Regions from separate parts of the Gossypium hirsutum genome. Here region 2 is linked to region 1. A link is a contact called in public Hi-C data. All regions are on one chromosome and are shown on one strand. Each heading gives the region's core, a stretch centred on a gene start, on an enhancer-like site or on the middle of the called end of the contact. The rest is flanking DNA. Distances are from core to core; before and after follow the strand shown.

Region 1 (4,525 bases), core at 853-3,352:
CTCGTTAGATTGTTGAGTTAGACGAGTTATGGGTAGTTTAGCTGCTGTCTCGGATCTTATGAGCATCAGCATCTATTAAATATGTATATTGGTGATTGCTTGGACTTGATACGAGAGGGATGGGTGATGGAGGTTCGGCATATTTTCCGGGAAGGTAACCATTATGCTGATCATCTCGCTAACCTGGCGCATGAAGGCACGAATGGGCTCGTCCGTTTGCCTAATCCGCCTGACAGCCTTCTCCCTTCACTGCATGCTGACGCCCTTAGGCATGGGAAGCTTAGATTTTAGTGTTGCTGTATTTCTGCTTCTTTTGTAAAGAAAAGAGAGAGAGAGAGTAAACTACCTGGTGGTCACCCAACTTTTGGGTAGGTTTTAATTTGATCACTTAACTTTAAAAACTTTCAATTTCATCACCAATATTTTTTAAATTTAAAATTTTAGTCATGGAAAGTTTAGTGAAATTTTTTATTGGCCTAATAACAAATTAAAATTTTCAATATTTGTATATTTTATCAATTAAACTTTAAATTTAAAAATTTAACAAATTTAACCCTCAACGCTTACAAAATTTATCATTTAGTTCTAATTCTAAAAAAATTATTACATTTACAAAAAAATTCGATTTAATTCTAAAAGACTCTTACAAGAAATCAGTGATGATTTGTTCCAATTTGGCTTCTTCAGTGTGAGATGATGGCACATACTTATAAACAAGCCAAAAGTGGAACAATCAAGCCCTTCAAGGGAAATTGAAACACTTGTGCAGATAATTTCACAGGCATAAGGAAATCGGAGAAAAAAAACCCAATAAGAAATAAGTCAAAAAGAACTAAATTAACCAACGAAACTATCAATTGAAGTAGCGAAAAACAATATCTAAAAGAAGCAACTATCTAAATTACAGGGGAAACCCATTAAAACACACACACACACACACAGAGTTCAGACTCTTGCTTCTCCAAAATTAACTAGGCCTGGTTAAGGAACACGTTTGGGCGCATAGGTCTTTTCCATCTTTTTTTTTTCTTATTTTTACCTTTGGGGTTTTCTTCTCTTCATTCTTGTGCAAAAATTGAATAACTTTCAAAGCAAAGCACAAAATTGCAGAGATAGAAAAGAAAAATAAAACAATTAAAAAGAAAGGAGAGAAGCTGAGAGGGAAGCAATTCACCGATTTGCTAGTAGAGAGAATACAGGATCATTGTTGTGAAAATTACTGAAGTTTGTGAAATTTTGTAAATATTGAGGGCTAAATGGCTAGATTTAGGATCAAATTGATAAAATGTATAAATATTGGAGAGTTAAATTTATTATTAGACCAATAAAAAACCACCCATGTCAGCTTTCTATTAAGTATTTAACAGGGTGACTAAAATTTTAAAATTTAAAAAATTGATGATAAAATTGAAAGTTTTTTAAATTGGGTGATCAAAATGGAACATACCTAAAAGTTGGATAATCACCTAGCTAATTTATCCAAAGAGAAATTACACAAAAGAATTGAGGTTTCATTGATTTTCTTTTTTAAAAATGTATGGTTTTCTTAATAAGATTTGCTGTTTCGGTTAACATAAATTCAACCTTTTTATGCAACCTTTCATTTTTATATTTAGATTTTGACACATAGATAATAACATGAATAATAAATAAATTTAAATATTAAAAATTGTAAATATAAAATTAAGGTTGGTTGAAATTGGATCAAATTTATCGAAATTAGTGAAATTTGAAATTTTTAATAATTTGTTTGATTAAAATCGTAATGGACACGTGCTTTCTTACACATAAAAATTATATTCCAACTTTTCTCTAAAGAATATCTAACAATAGTTTCCATGGAATGAATAATCAATACAGATGCTAAAAACAACAATGCTTTCGAATAAGCATAAGTAATCAAATGAAATAAAGCCGCTTGTTAAGACCCCATGCCTAGAGTTAACATCATATAATCCAGTTGGGACATTGTAGAATAGGCTAAACCCGAGTGGATAAAGTTAGATTTAGAGAATTTATGGGTAACTGCCCAATCCCAGACCAAATTAGGCCCAACAGGGGAAGCTTTTGAATATAGCCCATCAGTACCTCAACATCAATGCTGCCTTTAAAATAACCTAAAACCCTCTTCACGTACTACAATCTAGCTGTTCCCAAAACCCTAGCAACCTTTCTACCCCATGGCTTTCACTTCCATTCTCCGGAAAACAGCTAACTCCTTAGCACCACTCGCTATTCGACTCACCCGAGTCCAGAGAAATTACCACTCTTGCATCTTCACGGCCTTGAACCATGGATTCCAGCCTCAGCAACCTACTGTGAACCGTTTTTACCCAAACACCCTACATTTCTCAACGGCTGTTGATTCTCAAAAATCCGCTTCTGATGAGTCTCTTCTCCGAGTTATTGAGTCTGAGATTCAGTGTGCCGAGGAGAGTGATGAATATGATCAGGTGAGTAATTAATTAGTTTTTCTTTTCCCCATTTTCTTTGTCATTTAGGGTTTGTACGAAAAGTAAGTGGAAAAATAGAAGTTGGATTTTGGGTGTTTTACAATCAAAATCGTGTCAACTGAAGACTTGTAGGGATTGAATTCAAGAGCTGTCTTGGAACATGGTAACACTCATTGTAGCACTTATATCCGACCCGAGAAACATAATTAGAAGCTGCTTTTAGTCGTTTACAATATGGTTATTGAGAGAATTTGTGGGGAAAAAAAACAGAACAATCGCTTAATAGCTAGTATTGATGTTAAGTTTTCAAGCTGAAAACAATGCTTTATTTTGAATTGTCTTTTAATCATTTAAAAAAAATTTGTTTCTTCACAGGCTGAAGGAACTCCAAGTGAATTCCCTTTCAAAATCGAAGACACTCCTGGGCTTCAAACCATAACATTAACACGAGAGTATGATGGTGAACTCGTCAAAGTTAATGTTCACATGCCTGATCTTGTCACTGGTGAAGGCGAAGCGGATGATGACAATGATGATGACACTGAAAAGCCTAGTAAATCAAATGTCCCATTGGTTGTTAATGTCTCAAAAAAAGATGGTCCGAGTTTAGAGTTCAACTGTACCGCTTACCCTGATGAGATTACCATAGATAGTTTGTCCGTTCGAAATCCCAACTCGGAGGATGAACTCGCCTATGAAGGCCCAGATTTCTAGTAAGCCTGTTCGATACATTGTGAAATTGGAATATTGATTTGCATGGAATGCGATTACTAATGTTCTTGTTTTGCAGTGATTTGGATGAGAACCTGCAGAAGGCTTTTCACAAGTATTTGGAGATCCGAGGAATCAAACCGAGCACCACAAATTACTTGCACGAGTACATGATTAATAAGGATGGCCGGGAGTATATTCTGTGGTTGAAGAACCTCAAGAAGTTCATTGAAGAATGAATAGTTTATGAAAAATGGTAAGGTCAAACTAGCACCGTTCCAAGTTGTTGTATGAACTAAGATACGAGTAGTTTTACCTATTTTTAAAGAGATTAGGTCGTCTTTTTGGGTTAGAATTCGGTCCATTTCCGGTACACATTCTTCATTATCATTCACATGGTGAAGAATCCATCCATTAAATTATATTTGTGAGTGAATAGTGAAAATATGTATTGGAGGGTTGGGAGGGGAGATCTAAAAAAATAAACTATAGACTTGTTTTTATTTGATTTTTAGCCATCTCAAAGTCATTGGTATCATTTATGTGATTTAAACATACTCACCCCATCAGGAAAAAGATTTTATCAACAAAAGTAGAGTTCAGAGAACTATGTTTTCTTTTGTTCAAAGTAGAGATTATATCAAAACCTCTCTTTTTTTCCTGTTCTTTTTCTTTTCAGTTTCACAACTTTCTTAGTAACCAAAAACTCCTCCATTAAAATCATCATAAAACCCATTAAAAATCTAATTTTTAAAAAAATAAGCTTTGAAACCAAATTAACCCATTTCAATCTTACTCATCAAAATTGAACCAATGCTTGAAGAGGGAAGGAACAGAAAAAACTGAACCTTGACGACGAGACGCTTGAGGTCTGGTCCTTTCCAAAAGCTTTACGATATTACACATCCGCCATTTCCCTCTAACTTAGAGCTGGTAGCTCAAACAAAAAGTTGTAACATTTTTGTTAGAAATTTGAGTATTAATTTAAAGTTTAAAAATGTTGGATAAATTTTTAAAATTTTGATGTGTTTTCGAAGCTGAAGGTAAAGTTCCGTGTCGCAGTAGCTGTTCAACGACTCGTTTCTTCACTTTCTGTATTACCAGCATTAAGATATTTGGTAGGACATAAAGCTTAATTCTTTGTAATAATAATAAAAAAAAGAGTTAATATTTAGTAACCGAATTTAAAACTTTTCATGTGTCAAATATATGGCCATAGTGAAATAGGTTAATATTTAGTAACCGAATTTAAAACACCTTTGCTAGAGGTGTTTATCCGGTAAAAAAGTTCAATTAAGCTTGTTTCTAGTAAAAAACCTAGTTCAATTACTTGATTTTAATTTTAATATTTATACTCGATC
Region 2 (4,525 bases), core at 728-3,227, 630 kb after region 1:
AAAAACTTACAGCCGCTCTATATAAATTTCCCCCAAATCGGAAATCTTATTAGGGTTTTAGAGCTTTTTCAGGATTCGAAAGGAATAAGCTTCAGCGTCCGAATCGGGAGGAAATGGTGAAGGGACGCCAAGGAGAGCGTGTCAGGTAACCTTTGATCTCTTCACTTGTTCTTCGTTCTGAACCTACCTCCTTTTTTCTATCAATTTTCCCAGTTTGACGTACGGAATATAGCTTTTGGATTTTACTCACTCACTTTTTTTTTCTTTTTTTTTTGCAGACTCTATGTAAGAGGAACCATCTTGGGTTACAAGAGGTAGTAAGACTTTCCAAAAATTTTTTACTGTTTTATTGTTGTTGGTTTTAAGCTGGGATTTTAGTTTTAGGAATTAGAGGAAACCCGTTTTCCGGAAATTGAATATTTAGTTAAATGTAGGATTAAATTTAGCTGATTTAATTTTTTTAATGGAAAAAGAAAGTTGAAGTTTTAACTGTATTGTTTGTTTGTTATGAAATTGAGTGAAGGAAACAAAAATTTAGTTACTTTTTGTTTTTTTGCTGAAGTAGGTTTTTTATTGACTATAGGTGCTGGGTAGTGCTTCATTTTCAAACTAAAATCAGTGTTTGGGTGATAAAGGGTGATTGAATTTCTAGGTTTTAGAATGAGGGTTTGGAGTTGTGTTTTTTTAGATGTTCTGAGTTGAAGAACTAGAAATTGATTTTGGGGGCTGTTATATTTTATGTTTGGGATTGAAGCTTATTATTTGTTTGATGGTGGTGGTGTGGTTAGGTCAAAGTCGAACCAGTACCCAAATACTTCTTTGATCCAGATTGAGGGAGTTAACACCAAGGAGGAAGTAGCTTGGTATGCAGGAAAGCGCATGGCTTATATATACAAAGCTAAGGTGAAGAAGAATGGCTCACACTATCGCTGCATTTGGGGAAAGGTCACTAGACCTCATGGTAACAGTGGTGTTGTCCGTGCTAAGTTCAAGTCTAACCTTCCCCCAAAATCTATGGTGAGCGTGTTACATTGTCATTATCTAATGGGTTTCTCAACATTGTGTTTTAGATCTTACTTTATCTTTTTGTTTCCATTGCAGGGAGATCGAGTCAGAGTCTTCATGTACCCTAGCAATATCTAAGGTAATCTTGGCTTCATAGTTTATGTTCTATCTTATTTGTTTTGTGGTTTTACGAGTTTGCCACTGTCTTTGGTTGAACCGGGATTTGTTTGTTTGTATATGAGGAATCTTCTTCAGTTTAATGATTGCAACTTTCTGTTTGAAGCTTAGCTGCTTGACGGACAAGCTAATTTTTGTACATTAATTGCCTTCTGTATTCATTGTTATGTCCTTTTTGTGTGTCTATTACAATTTTTGCTGTGAATTTGTGTTGAAGTTTAGCCATGTGAACAACTGCAACTTTTATAATGACTACATCTGTAATTATTCAAACCTTTGATCATTGCTATGGTTGACACAATCTGTCATCTTTTAGCCTAATTCTTATCTAGATCCTTGCACCTGGCCTTAAAACATTTGTTCAAATTGTTTATATAGTGATATTAATCTCGTTTTAAAGTGATATAAATCGTCCTTGTGACATACTATTGTAGCTACTAATGCTTGTTTACTATCTCCTAATTTTGCATTTTCTTCCTTGTTTGCAGCTGTCTCGATGCCGAACGGCTTGTGATTGACTACTTGAGTGACTCTGCCTTTTCACTTTGTTTTGATAAACTTATTCAACATGTTTTGTGTTTATTTTTGGTTTGTTTAGGATGGTGTATGAAATAAGACAATCAGCATTTTGTTTACACATATTTTCTTCTCTCAAGGATTTTTACTTAAATTTGAAGATTTTGGATAATCATTCATTTTTTGGGAATCTATTGTCATCTTTGGTCTTCTGCTAGGTTTTTAGCTAGGGGCTAATCGAGCTTGACTCAGATGGGAATCTTTATAAAACTACTTTGATTTTCTTTATTTATTAAAATGATCATTTTTTGCTTAACTTTTCACTCTTAATTAAAAGAACGAAATAATTCATTTCTCTTTAATTTTGTATCTAAAATTGAGCTAACATATTTCTAATAAACCCAAACGAATAAACTAATGAGTCTCAATTAATTAATTAGTAAACCCACCTTGTCCTCTTCCATAAGGTCCTAGATAAATAACATTAGGAAAAATTCAAAAAGAAAAACAGAAACACACAAGCTTTTAAATCCCATTTCTTCCTCTCTCTTTATTCCTTCTCTTCAGAAAAATCTGTAGAGAGACAGCCACGTTCTTTCCATTTGGTGTTCCTCAAAACACGAAAAGCTTTCTTTAAAAAAAAAAGAAAAAAAATTCTCTTTTAAGGTCACGTTTCTAGATTTTCTTCCATTTTGGAAATGGGAATCCTTGATTTTCTAAAGAGAAACTTCAATTAAATCCATAGAAGCTAATTCAATCCCATCATTCCAAAAAAAAAAAATCCCACTGTTTCCAAGAAAAAGACCCATTGTTTCCCAGATTTCAAGTTAATACCGTTTTCTTTCTCCTTTTTTTAATCCCAGATACCCAGATCTTCAAAACACCAAAGAAGACCATGAAAACCAACTCCAAATTGTTCACAATCGGGCTAGTAACAGCCTGGTACTCCTCCAACATTGGTGTATTGTTGTTAAACAAATATTTACTAAGCAATTATGGTTTCAAATACCCCATCTTCTTAACCATGTGTCACATGACAGCTTGTTCATTGTTAAGCTACATCGCAATTGCATGGATGAAGATGGTCCCCATGCAGACCATTCGATCTAGGGTCCAATTCTTCAAGATTTCGGCGTTGAGTTTGGTATTTTGTGTGTCGGTGGTGTTTGGGAATATTTCTTTGAGGTTCCTTCCGGTTAGCTTTAATCAGGCTGTTGGTGCTACGACGCCATTTTTTACGGCGGTATTTGCTTACTTGATGACATTGAAGAGGGAGGCATGGCTTACTTATCTTACCCTTGTTCCTGTTGTTGCTGGGGTTATCATTGCCAGTGGGGTATGTATTTTGCTTGTTTTTCTTGGAATATGAAATTGTTTACCCTTTTTTTTTCTTTTACTGGAAATGGGTTTGGCTTTACTTTGTTGGTTTTTTATAATACAAGTGATGATAGAGTAGTTAATAAAAATGGTAGCTTATTTTAGGGATCTGTTGAGAATCTTTTTGGAATGTGGAAACTGGTTTCTTTTATTTTTGTTCAAATTAGTGTTGATTTGCTCCTTTTTTTTATGTTGGATAATGGTTCAAATTATTGTCTTGTTGTAAATAAATGTGTTCTTGAGTCTCATTTCAATTTTGTGACCATCATGTAGCCTAAAGAATCCATTAATTGTTGTAGATTGCAGTACTTTGAACTTAGAATTATGAATTGAAGGATTTGCTTCTAGCTCTATTCAGTTGCTGAAAAATGGAATTGAAATGCCTTGTTTCTTATCTTAATTTGGAGGGTTTTTAAATAATAATGATCATAATTTGTGGATGGAGAGGGATCCATTTACACCGGTGCACCCTTTTGTATCTTTTTGTACGATCAATATATTAACGATCCAACCTCCATTCATATGTCAAATTTGATGCAAATTAAAAATTTATAACTATTTGTTTTAGGAAAAAATCTTTCAACCATTTAATAGATATTTATGTATAGTATTTTAGATCGATATGATGAAGATATCTGATCAGTTTGAAAATTTACATGCATGACAATTACAATTTCATCGATAAATTCAACGGTTGGATCGTTAAAATATTGATCATACAAAGAGATACAAAAAGGTGTAAAACTACTTTAGGTTTACACTAGTATAAGTGGATCCCGTCCCCTTTGTGGGTTATCTATTCTTTTATGTTGGTTTCATATAGATAATTAACTCATGAACTTATTGTTTATGATTCATCAATGCATCTCTTTTTCCTCCTCTGCTTTTTCTCTGGCATTTTCCATATTGTATGTTTCAGTTGTGCTACTTAGAAGGGTGTAGCATTGAATTTTGCCCATCTATTGATTTGAAAACCTTCAAATTTCCTCATTTTATCTTTATAATATTTCATTTGATTTACCTGCCTTCTTATTGTTATTTTTCATTTTTCTTACATGACCATAGGGTGAACCAAGTTTCCACCTATTTGGTTTTATCATGTGCATCTCAGCTACGGCTGCAAGGGCTCTTAAGACAGTTTTACAAGGGATCTTGCTTTCTTCTGAAGGGTTAGGAATTTTTATGCCTTTTGCTCGTGCTTTGTTGTGCATGGCTTAATTTATGTTAGTTCTAGAGTAGAAAAGTTTGTGAAAAGTTATTGCTATTTTATCTTAGAGAGAAGCTGAATTCCATGAACCTCCTCCTCTACATGGCTCCAATGGCTGTCGTATTTCTACTTCCCGCAACGCTTATTATGGAAGAAAACGTGGTTGGCATTACCCTTGCCCTTGCTAGAGATGACATCAAGATCATTTGGTATCTATTATTCAATTCAGCACTAGCATATTTT

Evidence for each region. Hi-C and Micro-C count contacts between places; a contact is called where the count stands out from the background.
Region 2: a Hi-C map of leaf shows a contact between it and region 1, with 2.3 times the contacts expected there. The contact joins the promoter of LOC107955153 here to the promoter of LOC107955141 in region 1. A contact is called at or near these places in 10 of 34 Hi-C or Micro-C datasets (anther, callus, leaf and 2 more).

What each region holds. Positions count from the first base shown.
Region 1 is chrD04:12,087,303-12,091,827 of Gossypium_hirsutum_v2.1, forward strand. It overlaps LOC107955141, which reads left to right and starts at 2,103. Exons shown (of 3, transcript XM_016890868.2): 1 at 2,103-2,453; 2 at 2,829-3,166; 3 at 3,244-3,667. The coding sequence starts at 2,181. The coding sequence ends at 3,403. It also overlaps the pseudogene LOC107955139.
Region 2 is chrD04:12,715,550-12,720,074 of Gossypium_hirsutum_v2.1, forward strand. LOC107955153 (probable sugar phosphate/phosphate translocator At3g11320) reads left to right here and starts at 1,978. Exons shown (of 5, transcript XM_016890882.2): 1 at 1,978-2,640; 2 at 2,739-3,034; 3 at 4,141-4,244; 4 at 4,351-4,525. The coding sequence starts at 2,774. It overlaps LOC107955154 (60S ribosomal protein L35a-1), which reads left to right. Exons shown (of 5, transcript XM_016890883.2): 1 at 1-145; 2 at 279-314; 3 at 789-1,017; 4 at 1,102-1,144; 5 at 1,671-1,819. The coding sequence starts at 114. The coding sequence ends at 1,143.